Regions from separate parts of the Danio rerio genome. Here region 1 is linked to region 2. The links are chromatin contacts, called in public HiCAR-type maps. All regions are on one chromosome and are shown on one strand. Each heading gives the region's core, a stretch centred on a gene start, on an enhancer-like site or on the middle of the called end of the contact. The rest is flanking DNA. Distances are from core to core; before and after follow the strand shown. Region 1 overlaps LOC556054 (protein arginine N-methyltransferase 8-B). Region 2 overlaps tspan9a (tetraspanin 9a).

Region 1 (6,662 bases), core at 672-3,171, 200 kb after region 2:
TCTCATACATTTTAATCCTTGTGCAATTGTAATTAGTTTGAAACATGTTTTTTTTATCATTATTTATGTACAATAAGGCAACACTAAAATAGAGTTCTTTTTTATCTTTTCTTTTTTGCAGCTTATGCCAATATTGTGATAAAACTGTACATTAATGTATACCGATAAGACCATTACAATAAAAAACTATCGCAAAACTGAAATTTAATGCAACTATATGCCTTGAATAGATACTAGCAAATATATGAACTAGTTACAATGATTTACATATTGAAAAGCGCTAAATTATGAAATATGTTATATATATCAATATGTGAAATATATATATTCTCTCCATTTAACAGAAATTGAGGAAAAAATAAACAGGGCAAATAATTCAGGGGGGCTAATAATTCTTACTTCAACTGTATTTTCAATCAGAATGCAGTAACTGACCAATTTGAATCAAGTGTTTTAGTAAATAAATTCTACATTAAATGTTATTTTTATTTAGTTTCTCTTCTGTTTACTTCATCGTAGCACCAGATGCCCCTTTCACACACTGGAAGCAGACGGTGTTTTATCTGGAGGAGTATCTGACTGTGAAAAGAGGAGAGGAGATTGTCGGCACCGTCAGCATGAAGCCAAATGAGAAGAACGTAGTAAGAGCCCCTAAAACTAATCCTAAAAATAATGCTTTCCAGAACTTTCCTTGCTTGTATGTTTTTTTTTTTTTTGTATGCCAGCTTAATAATATGCTTTCTAGTATGGCTGCACGATGTTGGAAAAAGTGGACATTGCAATATATTTTTTTCTGTGATTTATATTGTGATATGAATATAATTTTACAAGATAAATAATATCAAAAATAAAAAATATACAAAATACCCAAAACTACATAAAATCAACTAATTAACAGTAACTAAGTAACAGTATTAAGGTTTAGAAATTCAGTAATCAAATGTAAAATAACTGTAGTATTCATTGTATAAATAAACACAATCCTTCTTTGTAAAAGTGGAAAACATTATTTCTTTTTAGCTCAAATGCTTTAAATTCACTTGAAATCTTAATCATAGACATACACGTCAAAATAAATAATCTTTCACGCCATTATAGGATTAAACTTTGTAAACAGATCATGTGCTCTGAACTGTAGTTTCTGGTTAATTATAATCCAAATTTGACAATGCAGATCCTGCAATGTGACTTTTGCAAGTTCACACATTGTGATATTAATGCTGAAATTATATATTGTGCAGCCCTACTTTCTAGACTATTATTATTATCATTATTATTGTAATTATTATTGTTGTTATTATTATAGTACAATATTAGATTATTTTTCAGATTATAATTTTTTATGAAGTGAAATTATCTTTTGTTCATTTATTACAAACCATCGTTATACAATAACTTGCCTAAATACCCTAACCTGGCTAATTAACCTAAGTTAAGCCTTTAAATGTCACGTTAAGCTGTGTAGAAGTGTCTTGAAAAATATCTAGTCAAATATTATTTATTGTCATAATGGGAAGAATAAAATTATTAGAGATGAGGTATTAAAACTATTATGTTTAGAAATGTGTTGAAAAAAATCTCTCCGCTAAACAGAAATTGAGGAAAAAAATAAATGGGTGCTTATAATTCCAGGAGGCAATAATTCTGACTTCAACTGTCTGTGCACTGAATTAAAGTATTTACTTACTTTAAACTTTTTGAGTATAAGTGAATTGAAGTTTATTTTTACAGCTTAGTTAGTGTAATGATGATGGCATTTATCGTTTCTTCTTTTCCTCTCCAGCGTGATCTGGACTTTACGTTTGAGCTGGATTTTAAAGGTCAGCTCTGTGAGGCCGCAATCGCGCACGACTATAAGATGCGTTAAGTGTCCAGCAGAGGGCAGAGCATTCAGAGAAGCAGAAGCAGAAGAGCAGCTCTCCATCACAGCTGAAGCTGCTGCTGCTGGAAAACACACATAGAGAAAGACCAGAACACAAGCTGTTCGCTCTGAGAGACGTGCCAGTTTTTTTTCATTTATTTCTTTTTGGAGCGGATAGCAATAGCAGCCTTGCCTTCGCTAACCATAACCTGCACTATTTCGCCATCTCTCCGATTGTCCAGGGGCCAAATATGACTAACAGCCCACTGAAAACAAAAGAATGTCATGTTTTTATGAATGTTAAGTGTAAGTTTAGGGTTTCTTTGCTTTTCTATTTGAGATGTGATTTGAGGTGTTCATGTTGAAGGATATTGCTTCAAAGAACTTTAGGATATTTTAATTTAACATAGTTTGTTAATAGAATAACTCTAGATATAATGTATTCGAACTGAATTGGTGCTGGACTTTAGCTATTTTAATGCAATAAGATAAGTGATCTTAACATTCAGGTTATTCTCAGGACATGGTGCAGTTTTATTTTTTTATTCACTTGTAAATGTTAGGGTTTAATCTACTGCTAACTTAAGTATCACTGGGTTATGCTTTAATTTGAGCATTATTTCTTTGGTTTGTGCTGAGAACAAAACAAACAAGCTGCGTAAAAACTTAATCACAATGATTGACTTTTCACCAAGATGGACAAAAACAAATTATTGAGCTTCATGAAGCAAACACACACATGTGTGATTAGATGAGAATGCAGTGGAACAAGTTGTGTTCAAAATTATATTTAATTATATATAAATTATATATATTCATATATTATATTATATTATATTATATTATATTATATTATTTCCCAGAGATGGGTTGTGGCTAGAAGGGCATCCGCTGCTTAAAAACGTGCTGGATAAGTTGGCGGTTCATTCCGCTGTGGCGACCCCAGATTAATAAAGGGACTAAGCCGACAAGAAAATTAATTAATTTAATTATATTATATTATACTATATTATATTATATTATATATTCACTTTCCTTCGGCTTAGTGACATATTTATCAAGGGTCGCCACAGTGGAATGAATTACCAACTATTCCAGCATATGTTTTACACAGCGGATACCCTCTGAGCTGCAACCCAGTACTGACAGCAGTACTGACAGTACTGCGACCCATGCAAGCGTGGGAAGAACATGTAAACTCCACACAGAAATGCCAACTGACCCCGCCAGGACTTGAACCAGCAACTTTCTTGCTATGAGGCGACAGTGCTAACCGCTGAGCCATTATGCCGCCCCTAGTATATTATATTATATTATCTAGTATATTATATTATATTATATTATATTACATTTGCTTCAATTTCAAGCATTACACTCCAGGATTATAGTTGATTTTAAAATAATATGGAAAACATTCAAATATAATAAACATTAAAATTAAATAAAATATAAAAGCTCCTATTTTATTAAATTTCAACAAATGTACAAAAATAAAAATGAACAAAAACTCTACAGAAACAACTAAATCCACTGCTCTTTATAGAATAACAATTATAGATCAGTGACTACAATACAAAACAAAATGACCAACTTTCAAACTGAACTGAAAACAGAAATTCTGAATAAAACTTTAATTAAATTAGTAATAAAAACTGCAATAGTGTCTTGATGAGAAGTTATTTTTCTAATATAAATTCAATATCATTTTATGGATTACAGCACATGAACACTATTTCCTGAGAATGACCCATCATTCATGAAATGATCGAGGGCATTGGTGAAATCAAACCTACGAATACAGATTAAAAATAAAAGATAAAAAAGATTGAGAATTTAATAACCTAAATTACAAGCCGAATTTGATTTACTAGTAGCATTAGTATGACTGCCGTGTTTAGTATTTATGATGCGTGATAATTACATTTTCCACTTTGCATCCTCGTACTGGCTGAGCACAGAGATGGAAAGCGAGATAGAGAATCAGCACATAATACATATCAAACTGCCATGTGGACTGTTGGCTGTGTCTGCGGTGAGCTCTTGATGGCACCTGCTGCTCTTCACCTGTGCTCTTATTAGAATCTTTGCCAAGGCCATGACTGGGACGTGTCCCGGTCCATCTGTGACCCCCTCCGTCACAGCTGATTATACTGTTCTAGTCATCACCAAAGACATTCAGCTCACTAGCAAAGCACGTTTCCCATATCAACTGTTCCATATCATGTTTTTAACTGGAGTTATTCATCCGTTTTAACTGTAGTCTGATTTGTTGGTGGGATATTGTGCAGGATTGGAAAAGTGTGAATAACTTGAGCTTTCCATGTTTGAAGTGGTTAATTCTGGGTCAATCTAAACCCTGGGTAAACAGAAAATGACTGTTAAGTGTGAACCATTACATTATGGGGTTAAATGAAGTTAGAAAGCCCTACTGTTTTTCCATTGGGGGGGGGGGGGGGTATTAGACAGTATTATATTGTTAATTGTAAGGTTATTTTATTGTGAGTGAACTGGAAGCTTCTCAGACTTTTCTTTTAGTTTCTTGATGTACTTCCAAATGATACAGAATATTGAGTAGGGGTGGGGCTTTGTTTTTGCACTGGTTAAGAACATTAGGGATGAAGCCATTAAACTGACATCAACAGAGAAGCAGCACCACTCCAAACACAGAAGCAAATAGTCAGACTTAAATTGAATATTTCCAAAACTATCTTTATTTTCACTGTAGCCTATTACCTTGCACATATTAATTCTTCGCTTAAATAATAACAATATGCGCTAGCAAAATAAACATTGATCGTTTTCACATGGACTTTAAGGTTAAGCTAGTGTGAAAATTTGCATTTCAATTAGAAGATAAAAGCATTCAAAACTTCCAGCTTTTTTTATAAATCCGTCAAGCACTTCATCTTCTCTTCAGATCTGCTGACCAATCGAATGCACTTTAGTAACTGATGTGTCCCGCCCCCTACTATACATTAAAGCTGTGGCTGAAATGGAAAACTACGGCATTCAAAATGAACTCTGTTATGCACAAAATTACATTTTCATAACTTCACGGTGAATGACACTGTAAAAAAAAATTCCTTCATGGTGCCCCAACGCAAATTGCTTACGTTAACTTGATCCCTTTAAACAAATTCAAGTGGACATAAATCAAGTTGTGTAATAATAACTAATTTTAAATAAGCAGTTTGAACAAGCAGCAAAATCATTTTTGATGTTTTAGCAAAGCAGATCAACGATTCAGTAAATATACTTTCCATTAGGCTTAAAGTTGTTTCCATACTGACAATTTTCCCCATAAATGATGCCACAGCTGTTTACATCCAGCTTACAGTCTTTTCATAACTGTCCAACATGTTGAAAAGAGGCATGTGAATCTGTCAATTGTTAAGCATTTACTTCTTAGCAAGCTTCTCTTTTACCTGGGGTTTAAAATAATAACCCTGGATAAAACTCAGTGTGTAAAGCCCAACTGCTCTTTCATAGTGTACAAAGTTGAGTTCACCTGCTTATTTGAATACCCGTAGCATGAGTGTCGCTGATTGGACGAAAATAGCACATGACATATTTACACAAAGGCTCTCTCGCACTGTTGTTTTCTGGACAGACTAAAAAGGTAAGAATTATATTAATGATGGCTGCATTTTGCAACATTATTTGTCATTGTTTAAGCCTCAAATGCTGTTGCTTTTAGTGAATGTGAAAAGACTAGCATCTGTTGATAAGACTGTAGGGCTGTGTTCAAAATAACCCTCAAACTTTTTTTCACTATAGCCTGCATGTCATATAATACAAAATAGCCCACTAATATCATCTACTTGAAGCAGGGAATGAAACCAGTGCTACATTTTGCATTGCGTACAGCCCCAGTTAGCATACGAATGTTGTTATGCTGCACTGCTGGTATTCCTTCATCCCAGACAAAATGAATTTGAGCCTGAAGTGGCCCACCTGTAAAATAACAAAGAGGTCCAAAATGTTTCATTCATACATAGGCCATTTAGGGGAAAGATCTGGCACTTACAGCAAAATGTAATCTGAATGTGAGCCCAATGTGACCCATGTGAAAAATGATACATTTGGCTCAAATGATGGAGGACAAATGTGGGCCACAGTTGGCAAAAATGTGGCATAGTCATTTAGGGTAATCTGGGTTAAAACCTAAAGTGGCTCACACGTGTAAGTGCAAATGTGGCTCAGTTATCTTAAGACATATGTGTGCCACTTTTGGCAAATATTTGGCATAGTAAGCACTGGCTATTGCGGCTGTGAGCCTAATGTGGCCCAGAGAAAATATGGCAAATGTGGCCCAGTTATTTTAAAACATGTGTGGACCACTTTTGGCAAATATTTGGCAAAAGTACACTCTGGCTAATGCAGCCGTTAGCCTATAGTGGCCCAGAGAAGATATGGAAAATGTGACCCAGTTATCATAAAACATATGTGGGCCACTTAAGGCGAATATTTGGCACTGTAAGCTATGGCTAATGTGGATTTGAGCCTAAAGTGGCCCAGAGAAGATATGGCAAACCTGTAATAAAATAATATAATTCATTGATATTAACCAATGTTTAATCCATTATTAAAAGTAACATAATAACATGCTTGCACATGCCACAGAATTATGAACATTTATAAGCTAAAAAAATTCTATGGTTCAACTTCTGCTCACAGAGACGTCAATAATCTGAGTATGAACCTCAACTAGGGTTGTAACGGTATGAATTTTTCACGGTATGATAATCGTCTAAAACAATACCACGGTTTGACGGTTTCGCGGTATACGGTATGTTACAAA
Region 2 (6,538 bases), core at 367-2,866:
ACAAACTGCGTGTCGCATTTAGTTTTGCATTATAAGTGTTCATTTTGACCTGCAAAAGGTTCATTGCTGGAGTAGAGAGGATTATTACCTGCTCTTCACACACAAAGTGGACCTACCTGAAATTCTAAATTAATAAAGGCTCAATGAAACATTGTACAGACATTTCTTCGCTATTTGCTTCTGTTTTGGAAGTGTCAGTATATACCGGAGCGCTGTGTCTCAGTGATGTAAGCGCCTCATTCATGCACCGGCTGCGCAGACGCAATGTGCGCAACTCTGTAAAATTATTCTCACAATAAGTTTCTGTTCTCTCATCCTTCCGACTGAGTTTATTCTTAAAACAATCCAAAGAAACTCCTAGCATTCCTAATAATAATGGGTAGGCCCACACGAAATCTCTGCACGAAGAAATCTGCATTTTTTTTTTTGCCCATCATTGAGTCTATTTACTTGTGTAAATGTATATTAATTCAGTTTTTAAATTTATTTCAGCAATATTGTTGAAACATTTATAAAAAAGTGAAAACATTTATAAGATGTATTTACAATACATTTTGTAAAGTCATATTTTCTGTCTTGTAGTGGATATATTTTATAAGAGACTTGCTTTGTTTACCAAATAAGTGGTTCTTATAGGATTTGCATTGTAAAAATTAAATAAAAGTTAAAAAGGTGTTATAACTTCATACTGTATATTAAGTTTTTAGTTATGATATTCCCAGAATCAATCAGCATAAATCCACAGATTTTTTACGAACTTTTCAGCAGAAATACAGTGTAGCAAAAAAAAATGTCCACAGATTCTGTCTGGCCCTTGTTATGAGTAATGCATTCCATAATTTTGGCGCACGGTACGAAAAGGCCCTATCATCCATGGTATCAAGTCTGCAACGTGGCTGGAGCAAGGTAAGTCCTGAAGCAGAGCGAAGACAGCGAGCAGGAGTAGAAAGAGACACAAGATGACAAAATTAATCAGGAGCTAGCCCATGTACTGCTTTTTCTGAATCTTAAAATTGATACACAACTTAACAGGTAACCAATGAAGTTGCTGAAGAACAGGAGTAATGTGAAGGCTTGAAGGTGTGTGAATTCTAAATATCCTGTAACCTCCTGAAAGAATTTGCAGGTAAACCCCCAAAAAGTGAATTACAAAAATCAAGAAGAGATAGAATGAAGGCCTTTCAGCATGTGGTCATGAAAGGATCTAATGCATGCAATATTGTGGAGGTGAAAAAAGGCTATTTTAGTCTTTTGTGGGGTTGTAATATTCTGAACAGATACTGCCAGCTTATCATCACTAGATGGCACTCAATGCAAGGAAACCCAGACAACTTCTGCTTAGACAACCAGATATAGAGCACAAGCCAAAGTGACTCTGCATCAGATAAAAGATAGCCACTAAAGATGAATTCCTACCTTTTTCTGGCACATTTCTCGACTTTACCACATTATGAGGGGTTTACACAAGCTCTAATCACTTTAGCTGCCTTTACCCTATAAATGCCATACTGTATCATCCCCAGTGAATAAAGCACTAGGAATCTCACTCTCCTTCCCAACAGTTGAGCACAGCAAATGTGATCATGGTCAAAGACTCAATCCAGCCTGAGTCAACAACACTGACCCCCCCAGAACATGAGTTGCGTTCCTGCTCTTAAAGATACATCCATGCCGCGGGTCAATGAGAGGCCGCGAGAAACAGCTCTTGAATCAGAGGAACCAACAGGGAATAGTCCAGTTGTACATCCACACCCTGGCTAAATCAAGCCTGGTCATCTGACACATGCTATGGTGGGGTTTCATGTCAATAGTCTGACTCCCTCGCTGGAGATAGAACATGTGGCTGGAGAATGTAAAGAGATCGGAAACACGGCTCACATAACTTTGTTACAAATTAAGCGACATGCATGCAGTGGGATGTGCACTTAGCAAAACCATTAGGTCTCAGAGAGCACTCAGACTACACAGTAAACATCATTATATCTCACGATCAAACCTCTCTGGCTCCCCCTGATAGAGCAACACCATCCTGTGCTGTGTGCTCAATCCAAATTTAGAACCGAGATTAGGAGAAATGGGTCCGGCAGCTCCAGACACGGAAAACAGGATTCATTTTTGTAGCTGGCTAACGATGAGAAACGTCCTTGAGTCAAAGTTTGCACAAAGTGAGGTTTTGTCAAGTACTTGTGGATCAGCTCAAACAAACTGACTTTGAACGTTTGCAATCTAAATTGCAATTAGCTTGATAGCGATAGGATGAATTATTTTATATGATTATTATATATTTTATATATTAGAATTATCATTTATAATGTTATTTTACTATTTTACATTATTTTATAGGGACAACACGGTGGCTTAGTGGTAGGCACTGTCACCTCACAGCAAGTTCAAGTACCAGCTGGGTCAGTTGGCATTTCTGTGTTAAGTTTGCATGTTCAACCCATCTTGGCATGGGTTTCCTCCAGGTCCCATTGTCCAAAGACATGCTGAATAGATCGATTGAATAAACTAAATTGGCAGTAGTGTATGTGTGTGAATGAGTGTGTATGGATGTTTCCCAGTACTGGGTTGCAGCTGGAAGGGCATACGCTGTGTAAAATGTGCTGGAACAGTTAACATTCTTAGTTAATTAAAAAAAAAGTAAATAAAAAGGTAGATTGGAACAATGTATCTGCTGGAAAAATGATAAAGAAATATTTTGGCATTGTCCAAAGATAAATACTTTCTGGTTATATGGCTTTAGAGGGTTTAATGTTGGACCTTTTTTTTCTTCTGAATGGATGCTTAAGTCTTCCTTGCCATTTTCCTTTATTTTAAACACTGATATCCAATTAAAATATTATTATAACATATTATGATAGAAATATAATTGATTTACTAAAGATGGCATTTAAATATGTTACAATAATATAAATTATTATTATCCGTCTTTCGGATGAGACGTTAAACCGAGGTCCCGACTCTCTGTGGTCGTTAAAAATCCCAGGATGTCCTTCGAAAAGAGTAGGGGTTTAACCCGGCATCCTGGCCAAATCTGCCCACTGGCCTTCATCCATCATGGCCACCTAAACATCCCCATATTCAATTGGCTGCATCACTGTCTCCTTTCCACCAATCAGCTGGTGTGTGGTGTGCGGTCTGGCGCAAAAAAATGGCTGCCGTCGCGTCATCCAGGTGGATGCTGCACACTGGTGGTGGATGAGGAGATCCCCCCACTATGTAAAGCGCTTTGAGTGCCCAGAAAAGCGCTATATAAATGTAAGGAATTATTATTATTATTATTATTAAATGCTTGCGATCTGTTCACTCATATTTGTTTTTAGCGTCAGCACTATGTACTGCGCCAACACATCACCCCAAAATGACAACAATACATAGAAAAAAAATACTTGATATAGTGAGTGAGCGTAAAGTGATAGTTGACCAATTATTTACTATACTCACCCTCGAGTGGTTCCAAATCTTTACGAGTTTCTTTACTCTGAGAAGATATTTTGAAGAAGGCTGACAACCTTTATAGAAGACCTCTATAGAAGGAAAAACAAATGATTATGGGGGTCAATGGTCCCAGGTTTCCAGCTTTCTTAGGGTGCTTTCATATCTGTAGTTTGCTTCATTTGGTCCGGACCAAGGGTAATAAATGATACATTGTTGCATCTTCTGCCGTCTTTGGGTCGTTTTCACGCCACACTGCTGGCTTTGGTCCGAACCAGTTGAAACGAACCAAAAGGCAGTCATCTGACAAATTCCACATCTCTCATTGGCCAGGTGTTGTTGAACATATTTCCTAAACTGCTTATTGATTGGTCAGAATTCACGTGCGGGAAAATGCCAGTGAACTCCCGCAGGTAAACAAAACCTTTTACTCTGGAGGGACGACTGCGTTGGCTGATTGTATCCCTGCTTTTGACAAACTATACATTATGAAAATGAAGCCGCGGCTGGAAAACAGTGTTTAATGCATCGCTCGTCACTTCAGGAGGAGACGTGAATTAATTTAGCTAAACTGCGACATGGTCATCTTGCGGAAATATTACCAACGATCCATCAGGTAATGTTTTCCTCTCTCTCTCTCTCTCTGTTGGTAAAGCGCTGTCAACAAATATTTTTCCTCCATATCCCATAATGCACAGCGCATCAGCCTACGGCAGCTGAATTATTGCAAAACGCGCAGTACTTTTTGCGGTTTGACCTGTTTTAGTACGAATCATATTCTCACCACAAACGAAATGCTCCAGGGTTCGTTTGAAAGTGTACCGAGACCACCTCTTCAAGCAGGTCTCAGTACGCTTATTTGGTTCGCTTTTGGTGCGCACTTGAGTACGATTGCTGCATTCTCACCTGCCCAAACGAACCGTACCAAAAGAGGAAACGAACTCTAGTGCGATTCAATCGAACTAAATAAGGCAGGTGTGAAAGCACCCTTATTTTGTCTTCAACAGATTAAAGAAACCCATAAAGGTTTGGAACCAATAAAGGGTGAAAAAGTGATGACCATTTTTTCAGTTTTGGGTGAACTGTCCCTTTAAGAGATGTCTTTCAAAAACATCACAGCAACACAATCATACAGCATTTACCAGCATAAAAAGGCCAACAAAGTGGCTACAAAGAACTCAAAGGTGAATTAGGGACATACAGTACAACTAAGCAAACTCTTCATTCAGTCTTCATTGCCTAAAGCCTGGATGCCTGCACTCATTTAAACCAAACCGAACTCAACTCAAGGCAAGCCCATCTGAATCACCCTCTGAACAACCTCTACCAATTGCGCCAGGGCCAGCACTCACAGTAGTCAAACGAACCAGGATATTGGGGTCAAACGTGCCCGGGCAGAGTTTGGATAGCCTACTGAGAGTACACTCTAGAACACACTGCTTCTGTGTTCATTCACAAGAGACTCTCAACTCAGATTGTGCAGAAACCTTCCTTGCTAAAAAACATGACATCAACTTTGACCTTCACCGAGAACTGCAATGAAAACATTAGAGCAGACTGGAAACATTTGCTGAAAGGGGACCTTTATGAAGAGAAGGTCAATAGGTTAAACCCAATTCCTGAACGTGAGCTTTGAGGCGATGGACATGTGAAAGCAAACACATCAGGTCAAAGCAAAAAGAAAACACAAAGGTGGGTGTAGCTTTATGGGTAATAGTTTGGACTGCTAACAGAAATGTTGCAGGTTCCCTATTGCTGGAGAACACAGTGAGCTTTGCCGCATGTTCCAATGGGACGGTCCCTGCAATCTAGACTAAATTGGATGAAATATATCTGCTACATGGCAATTGGCAAGTAATCTTTTAACTAAACACACACATTCATTAAGATGGAGTCAATCGTGGTGTGCAACAGTGAATGCCATATTTATTTCTCACAAAGCTGACAAAAGCACTCTTCAATAGCAGGTATAAGAATAATAATTAAAGTGCAAAAATGCAATTCCGTGATATAATTTGTGCACTTGAAAATGCTTACTGTGTACAAGGTGTTCAATACAGACAAAAACAAAATCTTGATAACATTTGGGATGTTTTCTGTGACAATAATTTGCTGTGTATGTTTTTGTGCACCTGGTGAATGACTGTCAGGAATAAATAATATGAAACTATGCTAGTAACTAATAACCAGGGGCGCCGCTGCACTCTCAGAAATAAAGGTACAGGAGCTGTCACTGGGACAGCACCTTTTCAAAGGATACATATTTGTCTCTAAATATTTGTATCGAAATTAAATATTAGTGCCCAAATGTACCTAAAAAGTACCTTTGAAGTACCATTATTGATCCCCGGGTACAAATCTCTGAAGAAGAACTGACAAGTTCGAGATGGCAGAATCCTGACAGGAACAAGTGTTTTCTTGACTGGATGACTGGATCATTGACTGGATCATTGAATCATTTGCTTGATTCACTTGAAGGCTTGATTCATTCAAAGAAAAGAACACTGTGTTGCGCTGAGAAATTAATATTGTTGTTACTTTGTTTGGAAATATTTTCAGGAAAAAAAGGTCAGTGATTTGATGCTTGATGTCAGATTGCGTATTCAAAATGTAATAATATTATCGTAGTTAAATTTTGCATTCAGTAAAGGAACAATATATTGTATTTTGGCACAGTATGTTGCACAAGCATCTAAAAGCCACTAGGTTTTTGTTGTTGTTTTAGTAGTGTGTATTTAACAATGTGCAATTCAAATATTTTGTTTTTTTTTATAGTTTTATTTTAAAGTTTTGCCCCAAATCATTACTGCAGGCCACACAACTGTAGGTACAGTAGTAATGATAGGCACTAGACTGACTGACCTAGTTTGTAGTTGGTTATTTGCTCTCCAACCCAAGAAGCATGAATCTAAATTGTTATTCTGAATTTTTTTCTCTATTCATCTTTGTCATAAATAAAAAACAGGACTTCTGGGGATTGACAAATGGATTGATGAGGCTATAATTAATTGAATGAAACATGTGAGAATTGATTATGCAAGCAAACATTAACTAAAAAGGGTCACAATATGATTTTTTAAGCACATAAACTGATTTTAAA

Evidence for each region. HiCAR-type assays count read pairs that join an accessible place to other places.
Region 1: a HiCAR-type map of caudal fin shows a contact between it and region 2, with 8 times the contacts expected there. The contact joins two enhancer-like sites. A contact is called at or near these places in 4 of 18 Hi-C or Micro-C datasets (caudal fin, embryo, fibroblasts and 1 more) and 1 of 4 datasets of contacts at active chromatin or transcription factors (caudal fin).

Annotation. Positions count from the first base shown.
Region 1 is chr18:12,895,405-12,902,066 of GRCz12tu, forward strand. LOC556054 (protein arginine N-methyltransferase 8-B) reads left to right here. Exons shown (of 10, transcript XM_003200433.7): 9 at 520-641; 10 at 1,784-2,577. The coding sequence ends at 1,867. Among named protein-coding and RNA genes, the nearest start is that of cracr2aa, 46 kb to the right of the region's middle. Within about 2 kb of position 1,922, at least 5 of the 62 cell types and tissues checked have an H3K27ac peak or open chromatin away from gene starts, as enhancers often do.
Region 2 is chr18:12,696,610-12,703,147 of GRCz12tu, forward strand. All of the region lies in intron 2 of tspan9a (tetraspanin 9a), which reads right to left. Among named protein-coding and RNA genes, the nearest start is that of tspan9a, 150 kb to the right of the region's middle. Within about 2 kb of position 1,617, at least 5 of the 62 cell types and tissues checked have an H3K27ac peak or open chromatin away from gene starts, as enhancers often do.